Regions from separate parts of the Arachis hypogaea genome. Here region 1 is linked to region 2. A link is a contact called in public Hi-C data. All regions are on one chromosome and are shown on one strand. The core of a region is the stretch at or near the end of the contact, and the rest is flanking DNA. Distances in the headings are between cores, read along the strand shown. Region 1 overlaps LOC112766030 (a long non-coding RNA gene). Region 2 has its middle 9.5 kb from the start of LOC112765166.

Evidence for each region. A called contact is a pair of places that touch in the nucleus more often than the background predicts.
Region 1: a contact with region 2 is called in a Hi-C map of an unstated tissue, with 6 times the contacts expected there. The contact joins two enhancer-like sites. A contact is called at or near these places in 5 of 8 Hi-C or Micro-C datasets (leaf and an unstated tissue).

Annotation. Positions count from the first base shown.
Region 1 is chr17:27,131,723-27,137,790 of arahy.Tifrunner.gnm2.J5K5, reverse strand. It overlaps LOC112766030 (a long non-coding RNA gene), which reads left to right. Exons shown (of 3, transcript XR_011875089.1): 3 at 3,244-3,915. Among protein-coding and RNA genes, the nearest start is that of LOC112766030, 6.0 kb to the left of the region's middle. Within about 2 kb of position 1,615, at least 1 of the 3 cell types and tissues checked has open chromatin away from gene starts, as enhancers often do.
Region 2 is chr17:27,032,886-27,038,292 of arahy.Tifrunner.gnm2.J5K5, reverse strand. No RefSeq gene overlaps it. Among protein-coding and RNA genes, the nearest start is that of LOC112765166, 9.5 kb to the right of the region's middle. Within about 2 kb of position 2,907, at least 1 of the 3 cell types and tissues checked has open chromatin away from gene starts, as enhancers often do.

The DNA of each region.
Region 1 (6,068 bases), core at 366-2,865, 100 kb before region 2:
AAATGAGTGCTTTGTCTAGCCTCTCACGAATTGCTCTCTCTCGATAGCTTCTATTCCACCATGTAAATTTGTCCCCTATAAAACCCATATTTGCCAATCTGCCTTGATTAATAAAATTTTAAAACTTCTACATAGATTGAGGAAACTTTTCCCTCACTCACTTCTTTTTCATGACCAACCATTATAGCATTCATATCCCCAATAACCAGATATCTATCCCCAGCTCTCCTTATTAAGTCCAATATCCTTATATATTGATGATCTCTAATCTGATTGTAGTTATTTAAGTGCACATTTATCATATCCTATTTAATTTGCTTCTCATATTCCTGAACATTAAAGTATATGAAAAAATTATGGCAACTTTTAATTTCTACTTTAACGTCCTCCTTCCATGCTAAAGTCAGTCCATTACTTGTGCTATTGGGGTTGAATCAACACACTATTAGAAAATCACATTTCCTCTTCTGAGTCTTCACAAACGAGTGTTGATTCTTAGTTTTGCATAAGAACAAGAACTCGAAAAAATGGGAATTCTTTATCCCTTTAATGTTGTGAACTTTCAGGAGTTTTTGTAAAATCTGGTAATTCATTATCTTCATGACCACTGGGGTGCCAAATTTGGGCTGGCACTCTCTAGCCTTTCAACACCTCTACTCTTCTGTTTTTCTACTTCCATACTCTCCCTTCTTTCTCCAAAACATCTGTTTCACGCTTATTTTCTGTTATTTTGTTGTATAAATCAGTTTCAGCTCCTTTTCTAACTAGATATTTAAGCTTCTATCTCTTAGTACCTCCTCTTTTTACTTCCACTTTGCTGTCCATGTGAAAGGATCCAAAGTCACCTAGCTAGCTTGATTTCCTTTTCTGCATTTTTTAATATCATTGTAATAAATTTTTAGTGATAATAATATAATAGCTACTATATGTCTTATTTAATTTATATTTTGTGACAATTATATATTTGTTCATTGTTATTATATCTTATAATTATAATTATATACTTTTTGTAACTATTAAAAAGGTCTTTGCTAATAATTATGTAATTGCCGCTAAAATCTTTTAACGACAAAATATAAAACAACTAATGTCCAATTGAACAAAACAAATTAACAATAAAAACTAAAATAGACAACATTTTAAATTTTATTAGATAAAAAATTAAGAACCAAAAACAAAAGATAATTGTTTATAGCGAGTAAACTCTTATTAAGCCAGTTGTTTTAATAATTTTGGATCTTAATTATATACTTTACTAATTTTTTCATCTAACAAAAATCCAAATTGGATCTTATAATATGGAGATATAGTTATTTTATTTTATGAAATTATGTAGACCGAAATTAAAATTAGGCGAGTTCCAAGTATGGAAAGCCTTATCTACTAAAGGAGGAAAGGGCACATCACATGTGGTACCCTGCGACAGAGAGTGAGATAGTACTTAGTAGAACCATTTATCTTGTCTCCCATGTTTTCCTTTATGCTCAGGATAAAAACATAAAACATTGTTAAATTTTAAAATTGTGGTGCACAACAAATTACTGCTAGACTTGGGTCCTGGCTAAGATATGTAGACAAAGAAGTTAGAACGATGGGAACATGTATATGAATATGATGAACCCACGTGTATGTATAGATTCTAGAGATATATTTACCTAACATATATTTAGTTTAAGCTTATCCTTTTTGTCTTGTGATCAACTTTTATTATTTATTAATATATAACGCTTATGTAACTTTTATGAATTTTAAAGTGCATTATATTCTTCCTGAACAATTATTGAGTTTGTGAATCACATTAGTTATGAGAGTAGTGAGCCCAGCAAAGTGGGAAATACTGTTGTAAACTTTTCTCTTACTGACCATTTTGACCACTCTTGCCGCGGAAACTTAAACCTTTGAAGTGGTGTGTGTTATACTAAAATTAGATTAGCTAGATTTGTAACATAGATCTTAATTTTAATTATAATTATTTAAAAAAGCCAAACTGAATTAAAAATTTTAGTGTTACGTTGTATTTATTGAAAAAGTATTAGATGGATTGCACTTTTTAATTTTAATGGTACTATTTAAATATTTGATTTAGTTTAAATTTCATAGAAATTAAAAAAAAATCATAATTATTCTGTACCAATTCTTATATAACAATATTTTTAGGTGTTTGTTACGGTACGATGATAAATGCATACGTATCGATGCGTTTAAAATATGGACAAATAACAATAAGACATGTGGAATTTATTTTCCACGTCAATATTTAATTTTTTCTTTTTTAAATATATAGTATATCACCATTTTTACTAAAACACCATTTTAATTAAATAAAAATAAAAAACATTTATTTATTTAATTTTATAAAAAGACTTAAACATCCTTCCTTTATTTGATTAGACAAAAATACCCTTTTAAATTAATCAAATTTTAGAATTCAATTAATCCTAATTTTATAGTTTCAAATAATTGAAACAACAAAGCAAAAACATATTAAAAAAAAATCAAAATTGTTCTTCATCTATGTTAAACATATTAAAAAAACAAAAAACCAAAATTATTCTTCATCTGGGTATCTCGGTTCAAAAACCTTCTCGTTCATGCCTCATCGAATACATAAAATCAGTGCCGGCCCTCTCCTCTAAGATCGGCAACGACTTTGACACCTTGTCCGTCAAAGAAGTTGGAGTTGGCAACCTTAACTTCGTCTTCATCGTTCTCAATTCCACAGGTTCTTTTGTCATCAAGCAGGTATATATATATATATATATATATATATATATATATATATATATATATATATATGGAGAAAAAAACTTCTCCCCACTGATCCAAAAATCGTGGGAACTCGCAAATTTAGTTTATTTGGTAGCTTTCAATTCAAAGTTCGATTTTTTTATTTTAAGGCTTTGACTTATATTCGCTGCATTGGGGAGTCATGGCGGATGACGAAGGAGAGAGCATATTTTGAATACTTGGGGCTGAAAGAAGAGGGTCGCTTGAGCCCTGAGCATGTTCCTGAAGTTTACCACTTTGACTGTTGATAAACCACTATTTTATGATTCATCTTGTGCTCAATTGAGTGTTTTTATCAATTCTTCACCCACTTATTTATAAAATTTGTATGGTTTTACAATTCCTTCCTTATTATATGATATATGTGAAAACATGTTTCCTATGCCTTGAAAATATTAATTTTAATTATCCTTTATTACCATTTGATACCGTGATCTGTGTGTTAAGTATTTCCAGGCTTTATAGGGCAGGGATGGCTTAGAGGACAGAAAGGAAACATGCAAAAATGGAAGGAAAGCACAAAATGGAGTTTTTGAAGAAATAGCAGCGATGCGCACGCATGGACGACGCGGACGCGTGCCTCGCGCAGAACACAGGTGACGCGCACGCATGGACGACGCAAACGTGCGCCAAGCAAAAAGCACAAGCGACGCGTACGCGTGACTGACGCGTACGCGTGACAAGGAAAAACTCCAGATGACGCGCACGCGTGACGAACGTCACGTGCAGAAAATTGCAGAAGTCACCCCAGCGATTTCTGGGCCCTTTTTCGGTCCAAATCCAAGCCCAGAAACACAGAATAGAAGCCAGAGAATGGGGGAATCAAAGCAACAATTGATACAACATTCATAATTCATAATTTTAGGTTTAGATGTAGTTTTAGAGAGAGAGAGGCTCTCTCCTCTCTCTTAGGATTTAGGATTAAGATTTCTCTTAGATTTTAGGATTAGGATTCCTTCGTTTTCTCCAATTCCAGGTTCAATATTCCTTTACTTTATGTTCTCTTCTACTTTTATTTACTCTAATGCTTTTACTTGTTAATTACTTATGTTGCCAAATTGGCTTATAAACTCTTCATGTTAGATTTGAATATTCTATTTAATGCAATTTGAGGTATTTCAGACTTAAGATTGTTTTCTTCCATTTATTATATAAATAATTTAGATTTTTCCCTTTTGTCTTTGGTTAAGTAATTGGTGACACTTGAGTTGTCAAACTCAGCGGTCGATTGAGAATTGGAAATTGCTGATTGATTTGGATCCCTCTAAAGCTAGTCTTTCCATAGGAGTTGACTAGGACTTGAGGAATCAAGTTAATTAGTCTAATTGACTTTCCTTTATTTAATAAGGGTTAACTAAGTGGGAGCAACAACAATTCTTATCACATCTGATAAGGATAACTAGGATGGGATTTCCAGTTCTTATACCTTGCCAAAAGTTTTTATAATTATTGATTTATTTTTCTTGCCATTTAAATTACTTGTTCCCTATTTCAAAAACCCAAAAATACACCTTTTTCCATAACTAATAATAAATCATACTTCCCTGCAATCCCTTGAGAGACGACCCGAGGTTTAAATACTTCGATTATAAATTTTATTAGGTTTTGTTACTTGTGACAACCAAACTTTTGTAGGAAAGAATTCTTTGCTGGTTTAGAAACTATACTTACAACGCGATTATATTTGTGAATTTCTTTACTAGCAGAAATCCCGATCGTCAAAATGGCGCCGTTGCCGGGGAATTGCAATTGTGTGCCTTATTATTGGTTATTATAAATATTTTCTTTTCCCTGTTTATTTGTTTTTATTTTCGTTCTTAATTTTTATTAGCTACTATGAGTTCTCACCCCTATCGCTTTGAGTTTGGTTCCAATGCTGTTGAAAGGAATGTAAGCTATAACAGGAACATGCATCAAGGTCAAAACAATCAAAGATGGAAGGAGCTACGAGGATCTGATCAATCCTTTAGGCAACAACACCTTCCAAGATACCATGGACGACGACCATTCCACAATGCATGCCAAGATAATAGTTATGGTGGACCCTTTCGTGACAACCGACACCCACCAAATTACTATGGTCAAGAGCCATTCCGAGGTGCGTACCAAGATGATAGATATGATGGACCCCCTTGTAGTTACCAACAAGCCCCATCATATGCCTACAAACCACCTCCTCAACATAGCTTTGAACCACCACACTCACAAGCCACCTACCACCATTCATCCCCGTATGACCCTAACCTATATCCACCCCAATTCCAATCCAATTACTCCCAAGAACCACCGCTTTTCTATACACCATGTCCATATCCATCAAACCAAGAATCAAAGGAGCGTCTCAAGGAAATAGTGGAAAAATTTCATGCAACCCTTCACTAACTGGAGCAAGCGATCAATCGATTACCTTCCCGACGTTCAGACACTCAAGGAACCCCCATGGCTTCATGTGGACAATCTAACGAAGAACGTAGCATGAAGGAGATACTAGAAACTCCGGTGGATAGTAAGGAGCATGACTTTATACTGGAACAAGTGGAGGAAGCCAAAATTATCGAAGAAGAAGAATTGGTTAAAGACTTAGGTGATGCTGAACCTCCATGGGAATCCAGAGTTTTGGAAAATTCCATCGAGAAATCTGCAATCAATGCTAAGGAGGATAGTGCACAACCCCCAAAGCAGGTATCCTATGAAGAACTGGACGGAACAACTAAAGAAGCGAGTTTCCTTGATAATGATAATCACGAGTCAAGTTCTCCTAGTAATGAACTTGCATCCGCAAGTGAATTCTTTGAGATAGAAGAATCTTCTTCAAGTGAATACAAAGATGATGTGGAGGTAGACTTTTCTCAGCCTCCAACTTATGACTTGAGTGATGAGGAAGAAATCGAAGACTTTGATCAAGACGTGGTTGCAGTTGAAGAATTTTGCAAGGACGTGGAGGAATTCACAGAAGAATACAAGGGAACAGAGCTTGCAAGACCATTGGAAACACCTATTCCAAGGCCATTACCACCCAATACCAACTTCAAGTGGATAAAATCCTTAGCCTTTGTCTTTACTTTTTCACTTGAATATGGTTTGCTTGAAACAGATGGCCAGCTTAGAGCTCTCTGTGGCTTTAAGAGTAAGAGAAAAATGGTTAGCAATCAGAGTTGGTACGCAAGATCCAATAAGATTCCACACTTCAATTTGAGGTGCAAGGATTGGTGTAGAGTCCGATTGAATGGGTCTCGGAAACTGTTTGGTCATTTTAGTGAGAATTTGAATTCCGTACCACT
Region 2 (5,407 bases), core at 1,658-4,157:
CAAATGAAATAAACGTCAATGAATCAAATAAGCAAAAGAAAACAAGTTAAAAATTGACTTCTAACACTCACATGCACTTGCATTCCATATTCTTTCGTTATGTCACAGAGACTGGGAATCTATGAGTTTATGTGATGATCTAGTGTTCTTAGTTGAAGTTCCAAAACTCTTCTAAGTTTCTATTACTTACAAGCCATGGAGATGAACTTGCCCGGGAGGATGTTGTCCACTACCTTACTTCCTCTTTTTTATAGCCATGACCTTGTCCTGACCATGAGGAATTTTGATCCCCAAATTTTGACATCCACGTCTCTCTTGGTCTTCAAGTCCCATGTCTCTTCAGCTTACTCCTTGAATTCCGCATCCATGTTCTCCACTTAGTTCTGATGGTCGAGAAGTAAACCTTGATGCTTAAGGAAATGTAATAACTACCTTTCGACTTTGACGCTCCTTGTACCATCTTTCTTTGATTTCTGTTTTATCCATTCTTGTTTCGGTAATTGAAATCTTTGGTAGTCGAAATATCCTCCTTGTAAAGAGAAATCTATTTTTTTGTACTAAAGAAGATTGAACATGTGGGAGGCCAACAAATTCAAATAACATACACACAAATTTGTAACATATAAATTAAAATAAAATAAATTAGAGTTACTTATACAACTTATATATAAGAATATTTAAATAATTTTTTTTCGAGAATTTTATGGATTTTCGTAGAACAATCGCCTTTATTTCCATTTATTTGTGGGAGCGGATTCCTATTTCCGTAAAAATTTTATGGTCTCCATTAGCCTCCTTGTCACGAATAATTTTTTGTACGAATTTTTTTTGTCGTCTCTATTAATGATAATCAACTTAATTACATATTATAAGTATAAATCAGATATCATGTGAAGCTTCCTATAAGACCCTGCAACACAACTGTATTTATCCTTTTTCAGAGACACTTGTTAAATAATGTATTTGAACAACTTAAATAGTTAAATCTATAGGTATAAAAAATCTCTCTTATCTACATCATAGAATTGGCCTTAAGTAAAAAGAGGTAATTGAAGAAAGTTAATGTAACTATGTAAGTTGGTCAATTCGAAAGTTAGAACCGTGGTAAATGGTAAGTGTAATTTAGACAAGAGTAAAAGACAAATAGGTCCCTGACCTTTTAAAACGCGGACATTTTCGTCCCTCAAGATTGAAAAATACATTTCGATCCTCCACGTTTTAAAACGGCGGACAATTATACCCCTCCGTCCGTTTTGGACCAAAAATGGCAACGGAACCAGCTGACATGGAGGGGTAGAGAATGACGTGTCCGTTACACTTGCTGAAATGGATTGGGACGAATTTTTAGTGGACAAATTCGTCCCTTAAGTGCAAAACGACGCCGTAAGCATGAGTGAGCCCTATTTCATCAAAATGCAAGGCGGAAGCCATGCCTGCTGCTTGTGCGATCGTCCATGGCGAGTGGGGGGTTCTTCATGCACAAGACCTGGAAACACTTTGGGAGGTGTGGCTCATGCTAAGCCCCTCAGTCGCCATAGTCTCTGTCGTCGCTACGCCATCTCAGTCGCCGCTCGCTTTTCCTCTCTATCTCTCTCTGTGCCTCTCTGGTTCGCTTCTTTCTTCCTCTTAACTTGTCGTAGGTATTTTCTTTTTGGTTATAGTTTCTCTTGATCTTATCGTAGTGTTCACGGGGATGATAAATTGATGCGTTTGGTCAATGTATTTTTTTTTTACATGACTGCGTTTAACATACTTGATGAAATGCCCCAATAACAAGTAGGTTCTTTCTGTCGTGTGTTTTGGTCCTTTGCTACTAAATTGCACCATTAGTTGAAAGATGTATTTACTTATTCTCTCTCGGTTGTTCATGGTGATTTTTGTGTGATTTTCTATTCTTGATTTTTTTTTTTTTTTTATACTTTCTTCTATTGCTTATGTAATGTAACTTTTATGATTCTTAGTTGCTTGATTTTGTTTTGATAAAATAATTTTGTGCTCTATTTTTAATTTGAACTCTTAAATATAAATTTGAAATGAATACATGGATCCATTCTTACGTGTTTTAGTATTTATGAATGTTCAACTTGGTTGTTTCTTAGAAATTCTGAGTTTGTACCTTAGGTTTGTTCCTTCATCCTTTAGAGTTGAGTGGCATGATCTGTTCTGTTTTCTTCTTGGATGGTCAAAGGCGCTTTTTGCAATGATTCAACCCACTTATTCAGTTCTTGGTGGCTTGCATTGATTATTGTATAGACTTTTCTTTTGTTATGTGAGTGGGTGAATTAATAAGAGTAATGTTTTATTATGAGGTTGAAGAAAGAGGATTCAGAATTGGGATTAGATCCTAAATTGTATGTTCACATTTAACTTGTGAATAATTGTTTCTGTGCTAATTTCAGCAATAAGGGAAGAATAATTGTTTTGCACTTAAGGGACGAATTTGTCCACTAAAAATTCGTCCCAATCCACTTCAGCAAGTGTAACGGACACGTCATTCTCTACCCCTCCATGTCAGCTGGTTCCGTTGCCGTTTTTGGCCCAAAATGGACGGAGGGGTATAATTGTCCGCCGTTTTAAAATGTGAGGGATCGAAATGTATTTTTTCAATCTTGAGGGACGAAAATGTCCGCATTTTAAAAAGTCAGGGACCTATTTATCTTTTACCCTTTAGTTCAATTTTTTCTATCCAAAACAATAAAAAAATCTCACATACCAGCAAACTCGAAAACTAGTAAAGCCCAAAATTTCAACAATCTCACAAGTTTAAAATTCAGCTGAAGACGAAACCTGTCCAAAACAAACCCAAATCAAATTAGCTTTTTGTTTTTGTCTTAATCAAATGAGCCTTAGAAATGATATTTTATGGGGTCTCTATTCGCTTTATCTATGTTTGTTGTTCTTTAGTTTCTTTTTTGGACCTTCGGCCCTTTTCTGTAGCTTGAAAAATATTTATCCTAAGAACAATAAAAACTTCACTGTTTTATTTTGCCTATGTTTATTGTTCTTTTTTTTTTTCCTTATGGATGTTCCTTTTTTTGTCAGTTGGGTTTCTTTTGGGTTTTCGACCCCTTCTTAAGTGGTGAAGCTTGAAGAGAATTTTTGAAGGAACCAATAATTTAAATATAAAATTATATAATGATATTTATATTTAAATTTTAACATATTTTTTGGTGGAGTTTCGAAGGTTACAACTTGTGAATTCTTCATCAAATCTACACAAATATAATCATACTAATAATTATTGAATATTTTAATATTTTGTCTTAAAGAATTAAATTAACAAACCAATAAAATATAAATAGTACTAAATAAAATAAAATCTTAATTTCAATTCCACTAATCTATTCTATTATATAAAAATCGGATTTCTGCACTTAATAATGGAGCTGACGTGGCATGCTTTTGAGAGTGTTTCCCAATTTATTTCTTTTAACTCATTAAATATCTATCTATTCTATTATCTATTATCTATTATATCTATTATATATTATATTATATTATATATTATATAAAAATCGGATTTCTGCACTTAATGATGGAGTTGACGTGGCATGCTTCTGAGAGTGTTTCCCTATTTATTTCTTTAAACTCATTAAATATCTATCTATTCTATTATCTATTATCTATTATATCTATTATATCTATTATCTATTATCTATTATATCTATTATATCTATATAAAAATCAGATTTTTGCACTTAATGATGGAGCTGACGTGGCATGCTTCTGAGAGTGTTTCCCTATTTATTTCTTTTAACTCATTAAATACAAGTTATTACGATAAACTAACTATATCAACTAATTGATTTGATTAGATATATAATTTATTATAATTTATATCAATTTGCTTTGGTAATATTTCCTAAATTATTTATTGTAATATTCTGATAGTATTTTTTAATTTATTTCTTTTAATTTATTAAACTAAATTTATTGTGTGTACTAATTAATTAATTTGATTAATTTATTAGTTATTAAAATAATAAATCTATGAATAAAATAGACAATTGAGATATTTTCAACTAATAATTAAATAAAAATAAATCATATATATTGAGCTAAATTCAAATTATGTGAATTAATGACTAAATTAAAATAAGATAATTTCTTACTTATTCAAGTTGAGTGCAATAAATACAAATTAATTTTGTTAGATAATGATAGTTGTCTGGTCTATTATATATAGATGGCCACACAAAATTATAAGAATCGTGATTTTTATCGCTCTTACTATTTCAAGTTTTCAACTCTTATTTTCTTCTTTTTTTTCCTGTATGTATAATTTCTTTTATATATAAATGTACCCAAAATGAGAAAGTACAGATGAATATTTTATTGATTGTTTGTTTGATGAATATATCTCAATTTAGACATTCTACTACTGTGGATAGAAGTTGACCTGTAGCAATTCAAAGTGGCCAATGTATTTTTTATAGTATTAGATAGAAGAATATTTGTTAAAATAAATATACCCATTGTAATGATTTTTTTTCAATTGTTATATTTTTATGTCGGATGTGTAAATTCTTTGAAGGTACAAGATAATAAAATAAGTTGACTTTAATAGTTCAAATAAGCACCACTAATTATATTTAAAAAATAATTTTGTAATAATAATGTGATTTACGTATTAATTTTTTCATGTAAATTCATTTTAAAATGTAGAAATTAGACTCAATTACGCTAAAATTTTAAAGGTAATATATAATTTGACGATAAAATTAACATTTATTAAGGAAATAAATTTATTTATGGCTATTTTCTAACTATAAATAATAACAAGACTTATGAAAAAATATTAATGTCATCATTTTTATTAATTAAATTATAAAAATACGGAGTTACCATGAATAATATCAAAACTGATATAGAAGTGTAAATTTGGATAAAAATATGAAGTTACCATTTGAATTATAATTTATATATAATATATAAAAATATTAATATAATTTTACTCTATTATATATAATTTTTTCTGTTATATTTTGGATTATATTTTATGTTTGATTGATTATAAACTTGAAAATTTTTTAATAATATATTTTGGACAATATTTATTTTATTTTAGACAATGTTGATTTTATTATTTTGTTTCAATAAATTTAGTTTATAATTATGTTTATTACATATTTATAATTATAAACACTTTAATATGCGTGAATTTAAAAATTATAATTTTTTTATGTTTTTAGAAATTATAAATTTATTGAAATTGTTGGGAAATTATATATATTGTTTAATATTTAATGGTTTATAAAAAAAAAGGAGAACCCGCCAACTCGCCAGCGTACCATTAGGCGGGACGGGGGAGAAATTCAGGACCGCCTTACTAGGTGGGGCGGGGCGGGCCAGCCCACCAGATGGCGGGCTTTTCCGTTTGTCACCCCTAATGGGACATGAACATAAG